2 separate regions of the Anas platyrhynchos genome follow, and region 2 is linked to region 1. Evidence: chromatin contacts called from public Hi-C data. All regions are on one chromosome and are shown on one strand. Each heading gives the region's core, a stretch centred on a gene start, on an enhancer-like site or on the middle of the called end of the contact. The rest is flanking DNA. Distances are from core to core; before and after follow the strand shown. Region 1 overlaps NAP1L1 (nucleosome assembly protein 1 like 1). Region 2 holds the start of OSBPL8 (oxysterol binding protein like 8).

Region 1 (4,609 bases), core at 845-3,344:
TAAGAATTTATTATAATTTTTAATCATGCTGTTTTGCCTTCTTCCCCCATCTTCAACATTTACAGGTATGCAAACAAGTAGTATATCATAAGGCATAGAAAATATCTTCATTAACTGGCACCTTCAAATGAATGTGGAGCTTTTCAATCCTTCCTGATACATCAAGTTGTTTTTTTGTTAAGTAATATTCAGTTCACCATTTCTATGCCCTTCGCTAGAATAACCATGTGAGCATCCTCTTCTACTTTTATGTCCTACCAATTAAATTACATATTGAGAAATTTTATCTCAAGTGACACCCAAAAAAGAGGCCTGTTCTGTGAAGCCTGTAGTATCTCCATAAAGACACATTTCAGCAGTAGATGTAGTTGCTTCTTAGAAGCACAATACCACATTAGTTAACACCAACCATCTTGTTAAGCTATCTTCGTTTGCTCTGGTCTTACTAATCATTACTTTCCTTAACCTAAAAACCTACCCAACTGTGCAATTTGAGTCTGTTTTGAGGTATTCTTTTAAATACCAAACCTGTACACACCATAAAAATGGCATGCCAGTGCCAACATTCCCTCAAACTGAAAGCCAACCCCATATCTGTTCTGCAAGTCCTTGGATACATTAACCTTTTGTTTTTCAGTTAGGTTTTTACCAAAAAGCAAGAGTGCTTTACTTAAGTGTTACCTGAACAGTCTTCAATATATTTAAAAATTAAATCATCCAGGTTAAAAAAAAAAGAAAAAGGCTAGGATGTGGAAAAAATGTGCATGGTAAAAGACACTAGAAAGCCAGCAAAAGAACTGCTTGGCAGTCTTCATTTCAGAAGACTGAAAAGTTCCCTAGTACTGAAATGTTCTTCACTTGCAAAACTCCATTTCCCTCCAAGATGTACATGCATATAGTGTGATTTCCCCTCTCAGATCCTCATGTATCATTGCTGGGATTAAATACTAAAAATACCATTACTCAACTCTAGGTTCCTTTGGGACACCTGATTATTTAACATTTAATTATTGTAAGCATCTTCATCTGACCTACATTATCCAAAATTTTGCAATCCAGCTTTGGAAACACTTTCAATAGTGATAACAAAGCCTCTAACGCCACCTTGAGGAAAGTTTTCTAGTTTTTCATTAGTGTTACTACTTTGCTCAGGAAAACATGGAATGTAGCATTATCAGCAATCCAAGCTATTTTATTACAGAGATTATCATCTCTCATACAAGCTATTTCTCATTTGGCTAATTGCTCTCAGATACTATCTGCATCCCCAATTTTTAACTGTAACATTTGAGTAGGACTGCTCAGCACAGAGATGAAACAAGTGTTCTCATACATGTTCAGGCCTTCTTGAGAGAAACAATCAAAATAATACATATATGTATTATTTATTTATTTATTAAGAAAAAGGCTATCAGCTACTAGCTTTGAAATAATTTGTTAACACATCCACAATAACCTTCTCTTTTCCAATTATACAACCCTACAGGTGGTCAGGTCTACTTGCACTGGTACTGACCATGACTAAAATGAACAACAGTGTACAACTAATAAAAGACACAACTAGGGAAAAAAGTCCTTGCTTCAGAATTTAAACAGAGACTACTCTGTTGTATAAGCCATTAAGCTTTACCACTTCCTTTTAAGAAGAAAATTTTAACATTAACAAGAAAGCACATATGCAGCTACTTCAAAAGACTTGTTTTCAACATTACCTTTGCTGTTGGCATCTTCACCAGCTTCCTCCTCTTCTACTTCTTCAACATCTTCCATATCTTGTTGATCAAGTTCAGACTGTTCTTTGCTATTAGGAATATTTAATAATAGAATTAATAAGTTAACTTTTTTAAATTATAAATGAGCTCAAAGAGTCAGAGATCACATTGGTACAAGCAAACTGATGCACTAATTTTTAATCTATGAAAATTCGAAAGTTGTAATAGCCAAAGTCAAATTTGTCTTCATAGATTCAGTGTTAGTTTCAGACTGAGCAGTTTATAGAACTAGCACCTTTTCAAAGTTTTGAAGTTAAAATTCCTTTACAGAAGGATTCCTTCAGCTCCTACTGATATCAGCAAGTACAAGCCTCCTCCTGCCCTATGCATCCTCTTTGTTATGATGTGCAGGCCTTGAGAACTGAGATTAGATTCACCCAAACAATACTTCAAATCCCACAAAACTACACACATTCAAAGTACAGAGAAAGCTACGTTCAGTGAAATAATGGTAACGGGTAGTACTAGCATTTTTCCCTACAGAATTCCAGCTAACGTGGTAAGTTAACTGGTTCCTTACCCGTCTTATACAGTTAAGATCCCAAACCAATTTGGCATGAGCAACTCGGGCTCTCCTCCCACGTGCAAATGCTGTAAAACTCATCTTGCCACAAAGTCAAGATCACGTTGTAGTAGATAGACCCTGTCCCTCATATATCTGGAGGGAACAGGCATCTGAAGTACATAACAGGACAGCTACAGCCTCAGTAACCTACAGATTTTACTTACTTGTCGATGTCTGCCATGCTCAGATTTCAAACCCTAGAAGAAAACACAATGCAAAAACAGCATTAGATTTCATTTACAAGCTCTACAGGCAAGTGCCATAACACTTAAAAGGAAACAAACTATGCCAGCTTTTAGAAATAGGATAAATACATATTGTAGTCTAAAGTGGCATAGCCCCCATGCAAATGTTTTGAACTTTCACTCTAAAGCATACAGAAATACTGGAAAATGTCACTCTGGTTTAGAGCCAATAAATCTACTAACATACATTTAAATACCAGGAAAAAAAAAAAAACACATTGCATTTTGTATCGCAGGATTGTGTTAATATCAAAAATTGGTAACTAATCTTATCTAATTAAAAGTAACAAAATTATGAAACGTAATCTGAGAAAAAGTAAAGTAACAAGAGTGCTAAAAACCCTTTTGCTAAATTTTACTCACTTTCAGCATGTAATTGCAGACAATTCTTACTGCTGAATCATGTTCTTTAATACTAAACATGCCTTCTTGTGGATTCATGTTTAATCCTAGCTTTACAAAACCAATCCAAGTAGTTCCTCAAAACACCCAGAGAATTGCCACATATAATTAATTTGATGACACTGCACCAAGCTAATTACAGAGCTAATTTCCATGTCCTAAACAATCAGAATTTTAAGTACCTCAGCATCACCATAAGCATGCTCAAGCCTACAAATACGACGTGTTGAGACTATTGCACATCTCGCATGCCACAAAGCACATGCGTTCTCAAATGTATTACAAGATGAAAAACACTTTCCGCCAGCAAAACAATACTTTGAAATCTAGACTACAAAAATATGTTTCTGGTAATATGTTCTGGTTGCATGTAACCAGATTCAATTCCCTCGTACGTGGAAAAACAGAAAACCAGCTGTTTGTCCATCTATTTCAGAAAAATGCAGTATTTCCTATCAAACAGAACAGCAGCACTACCACAAACCCAAGATCATGCAACAATTCATTAAGAAACTGACGAGTTCCAGGAACATTTCTGACTCATTGGAAGTTCTGTAAGATCCAGCTCGTGTTTGCTTGTTGTGTGACCCCAGGTTCACACATGGATGCAAGCTGCCTCTAGACCAGTCCCAGCCTCCTCCCCAAACCATTCTCAAATAAGTGACAGCAGAGACTGAAGACCTACAGAAACTAAGAACATACAACAACTACAGCTCATTTAGAAGCCTCCATATTTCTTGAGCAATACCACAATTAGCACGGTTTCTGGTTTGCAAAAGGTTTTATCAATGCCAAATTAGATGTAGAGCTTAGTGATATGGTTCAGTGGAGGACTTGTTTGTGTTAGGTCAGAGGTTGGACTCTGTGATCTTGGAGGTCTCTTCCAACCTAGATGATTTTGTGATTCTGTGAAAATAAACACCTTCATGCAGGACCTTTGTAAAGAGGCTAGCAGCCCCAATCTAGGTGCACAGCTCACTTTGCCTTCTGCACATTGTCATACAAGTGGGACAGACACAATCCATTAACTATTATTGCTCCATGCAGAGATCAACATTTCCCCGTCTCCATTCTCCACATAAAACAGCACTTTGTCTTCTATCTGGAGACAGCTCTTTCAAAGGTGCACCAGGGACCACAACCCAGGTGTCTCCCCAAGCCAGCAGTTGAAGCACTCCAGGTTCAGGTTTGCTGAAACAGACTGACTTCAAAATTCAACTGAGCTTTTTTTCTAAATGATGCCATGAGATCAGCTATGACCAAGTCAGGCTAAAACAATGTTTAACAAGTATCCATCCCATCCCCAACAAAGGCCATTACCAGAGGGCTATCTACAAGCAATGACAGAGCAAGAATTCCCCCAGAAACTCCTGTAGCTTTCAGCTACATTCAGAAAAAAACACTGGCTTTACAAGTACAGATATTTAACAAGCCCATAATAAGGGCTAGTTTATGAAATTGATTTGTCTTCCCTGAAACAATGCAGGCGAGCTGATATTGTTCAAGCATCAAAGCACCGAAATGTGGGTTTTAGTTACAACAGCCTGCAGATATTAAGCCAAGTTTTTCTGTGCTGAGCAAGAGCAGCAGATGAAGTTTCACCAGCAGTTTCCACGTTCTTGAAT
Region 2 (4,609 bases), core at 1,179-3,678, 160 kb after region 1:
CCATATACATTACATCTGCAACAGATTTTCTTGTTGTAGAGTACAGATGGAATAAAACATTGTTTTACAACAAACACAGCAAAACACTGCATGGGACTTTGACTGTGTGCAATCCAGAACCAGCCACGCCGAACAGAACCCTTCTGACTAACATCCAACCCTTCTGCTAATCAGCACCCTATTACAACAATTGTTTCCTAAACACTGCTCAGTTCACAGGGTTCAACACCTGACCTCTAAAAGGAAAGCACGCGTGCAATGGCAATCCTCAAAATACTAAGCTCCGTCAAGTCAACAGTACGAAATTATAAAACTGAATTGGCTGAAACAAACCAGTTGGAAAGCGCGCGACTTGCTGTTACCATGAGCTGGCCAAGTGTTTCTTTAAGATAAAGCCACGAGGAGCTGCTGCTATTCTGCTTCAACTGATGGAGTTTGAGGCAGAGAAACCATGTCCTTGAGCAAAAGTTAATTTAATAAAAAACACGTCCAAAATTTTGCAGATTGTACAAGCTTGGGGTCAAAGTAAGCGCACAAAGTAACAACATATTGTCTCTACTAATTCTCAATATTGTAAATGTTATTTTTTCAAAGGAAACAACTTACTTTTTTTTCCATTTCTGGTTACAATTTAGACCTTCTGACACCTAAAGAACTTGCAAAAGCTATGCTAGTCTTAACATCTGCTCAAACATTTTCCAGGGAAGTTCCAAGCGTGACACAGGGCCTGCTGCATTGCTCCAGCTGTAAGCTGAGCTCCACTCCTCATTGTGTATTAGTGGAGAGCTGTCAGCAGCAGAGGGAAGGAGGCAAACCCCGGGCAGGCTGAAGTTAAACAGAAAGGTTATCAACTTCAACCACAACACAAGACAACAGAAAAAGAAATCGCTCGAGCAAAATCCAGAAGCAGCCCTCTAAAAGAAACTGAAGCCTGTGGAAGAACTTCCCCCCCTCACCAAGACTGTGCCCATCACCTCCTGCATCTCAAACAGAGGCACTGCTGAACCATACAGCTGTCAACTACAGGTTATAACAAAAGCTAACTGAACGGGCTGTTTAGCAAAGTAGAAAAGCTTTATTAACTTGACATCAGCACAAACACGGAATGGGAAAGGAGGGGAAAAACGACGGTACCGTTCACTTAGTGCAGAGCTGCTCGACATCTAGCAGCTGTACTTCTTACTTCCTCAGCAGCGTGCCGAAACAGCCTAGGTGAAGAACCACGGTATTGCGTTTCCTGTCATGACAGGGACTGCGCAAGTACCTGCCACAAAAACCTCTCAGCTGTTCCCCGTCTCTTCAGCAGCACATCTGCCACGCAAGCGGGATCTGCATTAACGGCGTAGCATATTAAAAGCTATAAGTTACCTGACCAAGATTTCCGCATTACAGTTTGGGGAATGCCATCAAACTTTGATGCTTGCAGGGCTTCTGTTACACTGAGCGCAACTGAAGAAACCCCGCGCTCTGAGGCAGTCAGGCTACCCGGTTTCCTCACCGTGTCTTCACTGAAGGTCCTTTCACGTTTCCTTCACAATTCTCTCATTCGCTGAACACCACACGTTGCCGTTCTGCTTTTAATCACAGACCTGATTACCTCAGAGCTTGATGTAGGCTCGTAAAAAAACGCTGCCTGGCCCACCCGGGAGCTTCATCTCCGCGATGCCGTGCCCCTTCTGCAACAAATTCATCTTCTGCTCCCTAACAAAAGGCCAAGGGACCAGCACCAGAAAGCACCGAGCCCCCTAGCAGGCTTCTCGGTCACTTGGACATGACATTCACAGCCTGTGGGCACATCTCCCACTAACCCCAGCCTTTCGGTTTCCTCAGGAGTGACACCGGGACCACGCAGCGGGACCACTGCCGGTCCTGACCCCATTCCCTGCCCCAGCCCCGCATTTTGCTCCTGCAGCAGCACAAACTGCTCCTCGCCTCTACAAGTTACGGAGCCCGAGCACCGCGGGGAACCCCAGCAGCGCATCTGGGGCGCCCCGGGGCTGGCAGCCGATGGCCATTTTCTGAAGGCGCCGCGTTGGGGCGATTTCAGGGGAAAGCGGGCTTCAGAGGCGCTCTGCCCCTTACTTATGTCTGGGGGAGGGAAAAAGGGGTCTGTCCGACAAGGCTCCTGCACGCTGCGGCGGGGCAGACCCGCTCGTTTCATTTTATTTATTTATTTTTTTCCCCAAAAATTTCCCCAATCGGGTCGGTACCGAACGCGAGTTACCGCCCCGCTGCCCAAGCCTCGCCCCCCGCACCCCGCTCACCGCTCACCTCGCCTGCACCCTCCGGCGAAGCGGCTCGGCTCGGCTCGGCTCGGCTCGGCTCGGCTCGGCTCAGCCCGGCCCGCTGCGAGCAGAGCGGCGCCGTGCCCGTGCCCGCGCCCCTTCCCCTCCCACCCCCGTGCTCGTCCTCGTGCTCGGCCCCGGCCCCGGCGCGGCCCCGCCCCGCCGCTCCCCGGCCGCGCGCGCGCACGCGTAGGCGCGCACCCCGCTCCCCGGTCGCCGCTTGATCCCCTCATCCGCCGCCGCCAGCGGGCGGGGGCGAGCGCAGGCCCGCCCCGCCCCGTCACGGGGCTGCCGGCGGAGGGCCCGCCCCGCGGCTGAGGGGGCCGTGGGGGGCTGGATCCGCGTTTGTTTTTTAAAAAAATCGCACAGAACCATTAAGGTTGGCAAAGATCTCCAAAATCATCTGGTCCAACCGTCCCCTACCACCAATGTCACCCCCTAAAGCATGTCCCCAAGCACCACATCCAACCTTGCCTTGAGCACCCCCAGGGACGGTGACTCCACCGCCTCCCTGGGCAGCCCATCCCAGTGCCTAATTAGTCTTCCTGAGCAGAAATGTCTCCTCATTCCCACTCTGAACCTCCCCTGGCACAACTTGAGGCCATTCCCTCTCGTCCTACCACTGGTTATCTGCGACAAGAGGCTGACCCCCAGCTCCCCATCTCATTACAGGTCCCCTCATAGCAGTTTTAAACGTGCCACTGGCAATATAAAACCGCAGTGAGCAGCTCACATATCACATTCCCATCTTTAAAATAAAATGAAAATGTACCTCAGTTTTCATCACCTGCCAGCTGATACAACTGGAAGCAGCTGCAAACTGCTGAGTAACTTTTGGAAATGCTGAGCATCTTCTTTCCACTTACATCAAGAGAAAGTACCGTCAGGGCATTCAGAAGCGTTTGGCACCTTTGGCACTGCCCAGCTAACTAACGATGCAGAAAGTTGTCAAAGGATTAATGTTTCTGACCCCAAAAATAAGACTTCCAGCTCAATCTATTTTTCAGAGTATTATCTGCTGTACCTCATTATGTAGCAGTGTCACTAGGAGTCCATTATCTTGGGCTAATGTTCCACTCACAATCTTTTCATTCTGTTCCTTGAATAATCCGAGTTAATTAAAAGGCTGAGTATCTTTCATCAGTGCCTTTTTTTCCCTTTCAAATACTTCTGTAGAAATGTCTTGTATGTATTCCTGGCTGCAGCAGATTGCTTTTTTTTTTTTTTTTTTCCTTCCACAGCAATTAGGTACAAACTGTTGAAGAATACAGAGAACAATTATTTTCATTATTATAAATTATTTGAAGTTTCTTTGTACAAAGCTTTGTATAACTAAATGCTACTTCTCCCCAAAGGAAGGCTGTGGAAGGAGATAATTCACTCGTTTAAGAGTTACCCATGCAGGTTTTCTCCCTGTAGAGCTTTAATTCATGAGTTTAGTTGTGGTCTGGCTAACGGGCTGAGCATGGCTTTGGGCAGCAGTTCTGGCCGTGCATGCAATTCGTGACTCATTCCCACCTTGCCTTGTGGCAGAGCTCCTTTCTTTTGCAGCTATTTCCACAGTCACCAGATTTGCTTGGTAGCACCCTGAGAGCTCCAGCAAAAAACGTGCTCTTGAAGTCGTCCTGAAGAGCCACAGCAGGTCACGGTGTCCGACACAAGGAATATGACACCGGGCAGGGGGGGCAGCTAGGAGTCGGTTCACTTTGCAAGTGCGCGAGGTGAACCCATGCTGCGCTTTTTGCTTCTCCTGGAGGTCACCAGTAAACTCCTATTACTCATTCCCAAAGTGCTTTCTTAGCATTACAGTGCTTGTATTTTGATCTGTGGTAGAAGCGTGAGGCTGTCAGCACACCAAAACAGCAATCATTTATGGAGAAGCTCAGTCCTCTGCTCACATGGCTTAAACTGAATCAAATAAATGCTGACATGGGTTCTCAAAGGTTGCACAATCGTGGATTATATCACAGACATTTTGTTTAGGGACCTCTTATGGTGAGGGGAAAATAACCACAAACCATATTTTCATATCTGAGAACCTGGAATGCTAATAAGTAGTGGGAGTTTGTTCCTCACTCATTTGGACTGTCAGGTGGAAGAAACACTTAACTGGCACCACAAATACATTGAGTGGTGAAAACATTTGCCTACATCGCATGTGCCTGTGTAACAGATCTGCTGTGAAGCATGCCTGTGACCAGGTATCACGTAGCAGAGGGGTAACAGAGGTGGCAGGGCAGGGTCCGCACCAGCCAGGCTGCAGTTTCACAGCACCCAGACAGGACAGACATGGAGATGGTGGCCATGTTCAGCCAAGCATCCAG

What was found. Hi-C and Micro-C count contacts between places; a contact is called where the count stands out from the background.
Region 2: a contact with region 1 is called in a Hi-C map of skeletal muscle, with 2.1 times the contacts expected there. The contact joins the promoter of OSBPL8 here to the enhancer-like site in region 1. A contact is called at or near these places in 2 of 8 Hi-C or Micro-C datasets (skeletal muscle and subcutaneous adipose tissue).

Annotation. Positions count from the first base shown.
Region 1 is chr1:40,121,872-40,126,480 of IASCAAS_PekinDuck_T2T, forward strand. It overlaps NAP1L1 (nucleosome assembly protein 1 like 1), which reads right to left. Exons shown (of 15, transcript XM_072035087.1): 2 at 2,502-2,534; 3 at 1,713-1,801. The coding sequence starts at 2,518. Among named protein-coding and RNA genes, the nearest start is that of NAP1L1, 13 kb to the right of the region's middle. Within about 2 kb of position 2,095, at least 3 of the 8 cell types and tissues checked have an H3K27ac peak or open chromatin away from gene starts, as enhancers often do.
Region 2 is chr1:40,282,808-40,287,416 of IASCAAS_PekinDuck_T2T, forward strand. It overlaps OSBPL8 (oxysterol binding protein like 8), which reads right to left and starts at 2,429. Exons shown (of 24, transcript XM_027454754.3): 1 at 2,272-2,429.